Regions from separate parts of the Sus scrofa genome. Here regions 1 and 2 are each linked to region 3. A link is a contact called in public HiChIP or PLAC-seq data. All regions are on one chromosome and are shown on one strand. Each heading gives the region's core, a stretch centred on a gene start, on an enhancer-like site or on the middle of the called end of the contact. The rest is flanking DNA. Distances are from core to core; before and after follow the strand shown. Region 1 holds the start of BNIP3L (BCL2/adenovirus E1B 19 kDa protein-interacting protein 3-like). Region 2 holds the start of PPP2R2A (protein phosphatase 2 regulatory subunit Balpha). Region 3 holds the start of KCTD9 (BTB/POZ domain-containing protein KCTD9).

Region 1 (2,700 bases), core at 196-2,695, 800 kb after region 3:
AGGATGAACTGGGAGTTTGGGGTTAGTAGATGCAAACTATTACCCTTGGAATGGAAAAGCAATGAGGTCCTACTGTTACAGCACAGGGAACTATATCCAATCTCCTGGGACAGACTATGATGGAAAAGAACATAAAAAAGAATGTACTTATATGTACAACCGAGTCACTTTTCTGACAGCAGAAACTGGCACAACGTTGTAAATCAACTATACTTTAATACAAACATTTTAAAAAACTTAGGATAGAATAAGGAGGGATATCAGCCTGAATGGTATACAACTTTGTAAATATGTCGATTATCTCCCCAAAGTTCATCTGAAGAGTAATTAGTCATGAAAAAATTTTTAAAGACAAAAAAGGAGGTCCTTTCTCTAATATTTATCTGATAGAGCTACTGTAGAGAAACCTGAAATGGACTCATTTAGAATTTGATAGAGGTGCCATTTTGGTGTGAAAAGGATGACTCAAAAATTAATATTGTTGGGTCAATTGGGAACAACTGAAGTTAAGCAATTCACAACACATAAAAATAAATTTCAGATGGATTAAGGGTATAAATACAAAAATTAAACCTATAAGAAAATTATAAAAATATATAGGGACTGGATTCAGTATCTTGCTGTGAGGGTGTTCCCAAGGCATATGAAAATAATAGATGTGATTGCCTGAAAATTTTAACTTCTGAGGAATGAAACAGGGTTAAAGGACAAGCGATAGGCTGAGATAAATGCCACACATAAATGAGACCAAGGAAACGACAAGTCATGGAGATACGAAGCAGGGCGAGTGTTCTGGAACATAGTTTACTGTCACTCACGTATAAGAAACATGGCTTCCCATGTTATGTCCTAGAAATTGTTAAGTGATGGAATGTGGATGATTGTTTTCTTCTCTATGTTTTCCTGAACTTTTCCATCTTTTTAAAACAAAGATTGCGTGGGGTCTGTAATGAAAAATTTTTGCATTATTTAACAACTAGAAAGTCTGGCCTGCCTTTATTGTTCCCTGCCTGGAGTGTCAATGTTCCACCAGCTTTATTTTAGGTTTACGACGGGGAGGCACCAGGGCTTCTTTTGCTTTCTTTGTGTCAGCACAATACCTATTACTGACTGAGTCCTTACAGATATTAAAAAAGAAATGCTCACAGATTGGATAAAACAATGTTGATACTGTAGGTGTGGGAGATTTGGGCGCCAGCGCCTGAGCGCCTTGCACTTCCTCATGACACACTTGTGCCCATCCTCTATCCTGGTTCCAGCCGCATACCTCACTCCATCCGGCCAATACAAATGACATGCAAGAATTCATTCCTGGCGCGGGCGTCACCGTGACTCGCGCGTCTCCAAGTCCGTGGCTCTCCTGGGCACGCCTGCGCCCCGCCCCGTCGCCAGTTGTGTTGTCATCACGTGGCTGGGGCGGGCCCTGACGTCAGGGGCGGGGGAGGGACTGCGCAGGCGCAGAAAAGGGGGCGGGGGACTCGGCTTGTTGTGTTGCTGCCGGAGAACCAGAGACGGTACTGCTGCGGTCGCAGCTCTTCCAGCCGCCTGACAATGTCTCACTTAGTAGAGCAGCCGCCTCCTCTGCACAACAACAACAACAACTGTGAGGAAGGTGAACAGTCTCTGCCCCCGCCAGCCGGCCTCAACAGTAAGTGCTGGCCCGGCGGGCTCGGTAAAGGGGATGGGGGAGGAGGAGCTGCTCGGGCCGCCGCCGCCAGCTCCGCGCTGGGGGCGGGAAAAGAAGGCAGCCCATTGGTCGAGGTCGAGGATGTGCGGGTGATTGACAGCTCCCATCACCCGTCAGGAGGAGTTGCTCTTATCTTCCTCCTGACCTCTCTCTTTTCCCTTCTGAGTTCTTGGGTGATGGGCTGTTGGGTTCGCCTTTGGGAAGGGTAGGTGGGTGGGAAGATCAGGGGGTCGAGCCGATCGCACCTGTGGTGAGCCCCTGAGTGCAGCCAATCGGGGCGTGGAGGGGCGGGCCTTGGGGCGCGGGGAGGGAGGGTGGGCGGAGCGGGCCGCCTAGGGGACGTGGGCAGGGATGGGGACGTGCGACGGGGACGCCGGGGGATGGACGCAGGCGCCGGTTTTAGGGGAGGGGGCGACCGAGGGACTGGCGGGTGGTCCAGTGTGCAGCGGAGCTTGGGCCAGGCCCGGTGACCACCCCTCACTGGGTCGGCCTTCCCTCCAGGGCTCGGAACGTGAGCCCTCTTGTTGCGTCCCTTTGTTAGCACAGACTGGTTAGGAAAATTATTTGGTAATTTAGTGGTTACTTGTATCACGTGAGGGGGGGTGAGGAAGCTATGATACTTTTTTTTTGAGAGGTTTCAGAGTTGCTCAAGTAATTTTTTTTTTTTTAAACGATGAGGTTATTTGCCCTGTAAACCTGATTATGAACAGCTCTTGAACCATCCAAGATCGCACAAATCACAGTGACTGGGGCAATGAATTTCGTACACCGGGGCAGTTGAAAGTTAAGGGCAGTATCGAATTACGACCAACTACAGTTGCTTTTCCTAACATCCTGGTGCTTAGACATCACGTCCTAAGGTTATTTCCAGTTGTCTTTAAAGCTGGCTGCAAGTCTTGGAAAGGTTCTTGCCTAACCTTCCTGTAATTCATCTCCTGGAAGAGGTGGTTGGGACAGTTAGCATATGGCCAGATGAAGTCGTTTAAAAATCATTTGGATGCTTAAATGACATT
Region 2 (2,700 bases), core at 10-2,509, 680 kb after region 3:
CACTATAGCCACAGCAATGCCAGAACCGAGCTGCGCAAGCAGCATACACCACAGCTCACTGCAGGATCCTTAACCCACTGAGTGAGGCCAGGGGTGGAACCAGTGTATCCTCATGGGTTCTAGTCAGATTGGTTTCCTCTGAGCCGCGACGGGGAATTCCAGTTAGTGCATCTTTGAAGGAAGGTACACATCACCTCTTGGATGATGATATTTTTTTTCCCCCTTATACATCCCCCCCACTTCCCTACCCCCTGCTTTTTTGACCTGTCTAAGGCATGTGGAAATTCCTGGGTGGAGGATTGAAACTTCAGCCACAGCCGCGAATCCAGCCACTGCATTGACAATGTGGTATCCTTAAACCACTGAGCCCCAGGAGAACTCCAATTTTTTCCTGTTAATTCCTTTTAATTCCACTGAAGATGCTTTCAAAACAAATAACAATAACTGCAGCTAACATCGAAGTAAGTCATTTAATCCTTGAAACAATCCTAAAAGGTAGTAGGATTGTTCCCTTCATCTCCTGCGTGGAGTCAGCATTTGCCATCCTGGCTTCAGAGCCCAGCTCTTAACTACTGTTTCTATACTTTTGGCTGGACAGATCTGGGCCAGGCTGGACAGACCTGGGCCACTTTTTCCGGCATATTCTGCTGCTAGCAAACTCAGTTTCCTTTTTTGAAACCACTCTTAACTGCCTTCAGTTGCCAAGGGCTCTGGCCTCAGTTCCCGGGGCCTAAGAGAAGATAATTTAATTCACTCAGATGGCACCAGCCCAGTTACGTCCTTCTCAGATCCTCGAACTTTCACCTTGGCTGAGCAGCAAGTCTGCACCACCGTCCTTTATTTTATTGGCCTCGGGGCTGACCGACAGTGTTATTATTTTAAGTAGCAATACTGGTATTCTCTAAGCAGACACAGGACCCCATCGATCCCTACGGGCGAGCACATTAATCGCACCACTGCGCGGGCCCCAGAGTTTAGGCTCTGGAGCGTGGGTGTGGGCATCGATGTGCGGCAGGACCTCGGACTGGAACCGGCAGGGCGGGCACCGGGGATACTGCCATCAGGCCTAGCTTCGCGCGGGCCAGGGCCGCCGGGACGCAGAGGGCGGGGTGGAGCGGGAAGGGGCGTGGCCAGGAGCCCGCCGGGCCGCTCCCTGCCCCTCCCCCTCTGCTCTCGGCCCCAGCCCTCACCCCGCCCCGCCCCTCCGGCCCAGCCCGGCGGCTCCGCCCTCCTGGTGACGTCACTGGCCAGGCCAGCCGGCGCCATTTTGAAAGTGGAGTCGCCTGCCCTGCCGCTGCCGCCGCCGTCGCTGTCGTAGCTGCCGCCGCCGCTGCTGGAGAAAGAGCAAGAGTGGGGAAGCCCCAGAGTGAAATCCACCATCCTGCCGGCTGGTCTGCCCGCCCCTCCTTCCTTCTCCCCCGACCCCCGCCCCCTCCCCCACAGGTGCCATCCGCCGCCATCCGCCCTCTCTACCCCCCATCCCCAGGTGAGGGGGGTGAGTTCAGGAAGCGGAGACCCCAAGGAACCCAGCAGGGTCACCATTTGCAGCGCAACATGGCAGGTAAAGGAGAAATCACCCTCTCCACTGACAAGGCACCGCTTCCTTCCTCCTCCCTCCATCACCCCTAGCGACCGCCTGTGCTTCTCGCAGAGCCACGGGGCGCCCCTCGGATTTCAGGGTATTGGTCAAGTGGGGTGGGGTGGGGGTGGGGAGGGCTGTGGGAAGGCGAGTGGTCGCTGTGGTATCGAAATGGCTTTTAAAATGAGGGTTGGAGCCTGGGCATGGGTGGGGGTGGGGTGTGTGCCGGCGATCCGAGGGGTAAGGCGTGGGTGGGGCGGGGTGGGGGCGAGTGCCGATTTGTCCCTGCTGCTCGGGAGCCCGGTGTAACCTCCGCCCCCCCCAGGCGGGGGGGCTTTTTGCCGCTCTTCCTTCCTTTAATTCTTATTTTTCCCCTGGCTGCAAGCCTTCTTGGGTGTTTCTACAAATAAATATATTTTGCACTGAAAAGGAAGAGTGCTTTACAAGTTAAAATACAATGGGGACATATGTGTATTTCTTTCCACTGTGAGTACGTAGATTTTTGAGACTGTAAGCCTGAATTTTTTGTCTGGAACCATCTCCCTTTCGTTTCTTTTACCTTTACATCCAAAGACTGCAAGGCTTTTAATAAAGCAAGTTCCATGAAAAATGTAATTTAAACTTTGTTTTGCACGTTAGCTTTTGTGCAGATGTCCTTTTCCCAAAAGGGTTTCTTGGAGTTATTTAAAATAGTTGTGGAGTTCAGAGATATAAATAGCCAAGGGGAAGAGAGAATTAGGTAAAAGCTTGGGGGGGAAAGGATGCAGAGAGAAAACCAGATTGGAATATTTAGCAAGGAATGGAGGTGAAGGAAGAGAAAAAGGTAATTGCTTTGAGGATTATTTTTGCACATTTTGGTGTAGCTGTCTTCTTTCATCTAGTAGAATCAATTCTAGATTTATTCAGTTTCTTTCTTCATAGATCCAGGAATTTCCCCCTCTGTGCTTGGAAGGGAAATAGAAACATTCAAGGACTGAACCAGTTTTCTGTGCTTTTGTCAGTGTTTAGATAGATAAATAAACCTCTTTTAAAAAGTTTAATGTTGGATTGACTTTATGGTTTGCTATAAACAAGTTGCTTTTTGGCCTTGTTGAATGATTAAGTGAAATTAAAATTGTTTT
Region 3 (2,700 bases), core at 101-2,600:
GTGTGGTTCAGATTTTTAGAGCACATTTACTCAAGCTTGAAGAGTAGTTGAAAAGCCCTTTATTTTTTTTTTCTTCACCTTGGCACAATGACAACATTTAAAAATTTATGTTCCCTAAATATGCAGGAAACAAAGCATTCTCGCAAATAAGACAGTGAGGGCAATCTACCTTCACCTCGGACGCTAAGGCTTAGTTATTTCTAAACGTCATTTAGCCACACCATAAATGTCTGCCTTGAACAGTCAAATTTTCCAAAGAAGCCGAGCAACTTTCATGGGTGGGGCAAGAGGCTGAGAAGGAACAGGATTCATTTTGGCTAGCTCCAGCGCTGCACAAATATTTAGCACCACACCCTCAACAAAGGCCTAACACAGCAAAGAGTAATGTCAAATCAACCCATTTTGGTCTATTGTCCCAGTCCTCTAAGGAAATGAAATTAGGTGGATTAATAAAGCGAGTACAGAAGTTTGGCGGCGGCGGAGCTGGGGTTCCTAAAAGAGGGGCGGGTTGGGGGGACCATCAGGAAAATGTCACTAATTTTCAATCCTTCTATTCGATCTGGGATTTACTTATCCACCGATAAAAAAGAGTTTAATTCTTTTCACCTGATTAATGTCCCATGCCTTAGTTGTTACCACCACTTTCTGGAGCAGACCATTACTCAGCACGAAGGTGGGAACCAGCGTTTTCGGGAGCCAGGGGTGGGGGGCAGCGGGGTATCGGGGGAGATGGGAAGAGGAATAGAAGTCTCCAGCGCTCAGGTGACAGCGGTCCTCTGTTCTCCAGGACCCCCACCTGGACTTAGGAACCATTAAGCACAAGCTGACCTGCGCTGGTCCCCATATCAGCTGGGGCGTCCAAGGGCAGACTCAGGCTAGGGATCCCCGAGGTTGAGAGGAGGCCGCGGGGACCCGACGCACACCTTCTCCAGGACACCCCCCAACCCCGGAGCACGCCCACCTCCCCGCTCCCAGCCCCTCTCCCCAACTTCAGCCCTCTGCCCTGCGAGCCCGCTCCGCACTCTGCTGCCCTCGCCCCCCGCAGACGGGCCCGCCTCGCCTCCTCCCGACCCCCTTACCTTTCCATTCTTGGGGCTGCCGTTAAGGAACAGGGTCACCCGCCTCATCGCGCTGCCCCCACTGGGTCCTGAGTGAGTCGCCACCCTCCCACCTGGCTCTCCTCCCACCTTTTTCTTCTCCCGCCCTTCCCCTCCCGCCACCCACTCGGACTCTCCTCCCTTCGCCACCTTCCTTCCCTTACAGACGCACACACACACAGGCACGCACTCTCCGTCCCACACCCCAAGGTTGGCCGGTCCTCCTTCCCACCCCGCCCCTGGGCTCCTCAGTCAGCCTGGGGCCCTTCCCCCACCTCTCCCAAACTGACTCTAAGCTTCGCCAATCATCCGGCCGCGCCGGCCAGAACTCAGCCAATCGTCGCGCTGCACTGGGCGGGCTCTTACTAACCCAACCCAGGTGGAAGGAGGGAACAGAGACTGCTGTCTAGCCTACGGAGAAGGGTTATCGGCCAATCAGAGCTGAACCAGGAGCCAAGCGGCGGCTCAAAGCGTTACTGAGCAGGCGCAAAGCCAAGACCAGGTAGAGCTCATCTGCATACAGAGGCGGAGGTTGATGGAAGGAGGCGGAGCGCTGAAAGCGAGCCACACCAGTCAGCGCCTTCCTATTGTAACCCCTCCCACTCTGTCAGCGCACACAGGAAACGGCTGCCGTCGAGACTGGCTGATTGGGTAAGAGCAGCCGACTGTTCTGTCAGGATTGGCCCAATGATTCTTTTCGAAGTTTGCAGCATCCAATCGGAAGAGCGGGAACTAAGCTACAAGCCATAACCGAAGGCTTCCTCCGCGAGACTCTCAAGAAAGTAGTCTCCACGGACGGAGGTCAATCGCTGGTTTCCCTGGTCACTGTGTCACTGCAGCTAGCGGTGATGTCCCTCCGAGCTCACGAAGCCACACCTGTTCCTGGGACGGCGAGGTGAAGACCTGGGAGCCTTCGGGGTGAGCGTGCACACGTGCGGATGGCGGCGGCGTAGAGATTCGCAGAGCAACGCCGGGACGACGAGGAGGCGGGGCTGGCGATTTGAATCGGGCGGCGGGCCGCGGCCGGGTGGAGGGGAGGGTTCAGGTTTACGCCGGCTCTGGGGATCCGAGCGTCGGCGGCGGGGGACGAGGTAGCCTCCTCGCTGCTGGTTTGGCGGCCGACAGTTGCTTTCTCGAGCGAACCCTTCAGGACCAAAGAGCCGAAGTCTAGAGCGCACGACACTCATCGGTGGAGCGCTCAAAATAAACCCGACCGGAGGAGAGCGGAGCTGCGGGCGCGAAAGGTAGGCGAGTGGCCTGGGTGGGATTTCAGGGACGGTGCTACCGCAGAGATGTTTTTTTTTGGCATGTTTCTCAGAGGTGTGTTCTTCTGGATCACCCCTTTGCTTTTTAAAGTGCAGATTTCCCGGGCCCAGCCAGATCTTCTGAATTAGAATTTTTGAGAATCTGCAAAGCTGCATTTCTAATAGGGTGCCCAGTTCAATTCTGATGTTCGCTAAGGTTTAAAAGCCTTGCTTTATAGTATGAGATCCGCTTTGTTTCCCACATTTCGCTTTAATTTAAGCTCCAAAAGTTGTCTCTTGTCATCTGCCTGTATAGATTGTATTAGAATTAAATCTTGAAAGAGGATCTTGATCAAATC

What was found. HiChIP or PLAC-seq counts read pairs in DNA pulled down with a chosen protein or histone mark.
Region 1: an H3K27ac HiChIP or PLAC-seq map of alveolar macrophages shows a contact between it and region 3. The contact joins the promoter of BNIP3L here to the promoter of KCTD9 in region 3. A contact is called at or near these places in 1 of 5 promoter capture datasets (fetal liver), 1 of 47 Hi-C or Micro-C datasets (embryonic fibroblasts) and 1 of 2 datasets of contacts at active chromatin or transcription factors (alveolar macrophages).
Region 2: a contact with region 3 is called in an H3K27ac HiChIP or PLAC-seq map of skeletal muscle, with 3 times the contacts expected there. The contact joins the promoter of PPP2R2A here to the promoter of KCTD9 in region 3. A contact is called at or near these places in 1 of 5 promoter capture datasets (fetal liver), 1 of 47 Hi-C or Micro-C datasets (skeletal muscle) and 1 of 2 datasets of contacts at active chromatin or transcription factors (skeletal muscle).

Annotation. Positions count from the first base shown.
Region 1 is chr14:10,317,243-10,319,942 of Sscrofa11.1, forward strand. BNIP3L (BCL2/adenovirus E1B 19 kDa protein-interacting protein 3-like) reads left to right here and starts at 1,446. Exons shown (of 6, transcript XM_001927592.4): 1 at 1,446-1,648. The coding sequence starts at 1,552.
Region 2 is chr14:10,194,129-10,196,828 of Sscrofa11.1, forward strand. It overlaps PPP2R2A (protein phosphatase 2 regulatory subunit Balpha), which reads left to right and starts at 1,260. Exons shown (of 10, transcript NM_001164020.1): 1 at 1,260-1,561. The coding sequence starts at 1,555.
Region 3 is chr14:9,516,336-9,519,035 of Sscrofa11.1, forward strand. KCTD9 (BTB/POZ domain-containing protein KCTD9) reads right to left here and starts at 1,351. Exons shown (of 12, transcript XM_003132815.6): 1 at 1,080-1,351. The coding sequence starts at 1,127. CDCA2 (cell division cycle-associated protein 2) reads left to right here and starts at 1,428. Exons shown (of 18, transcript XM_003132816.4): 1 at 1,428-2,341.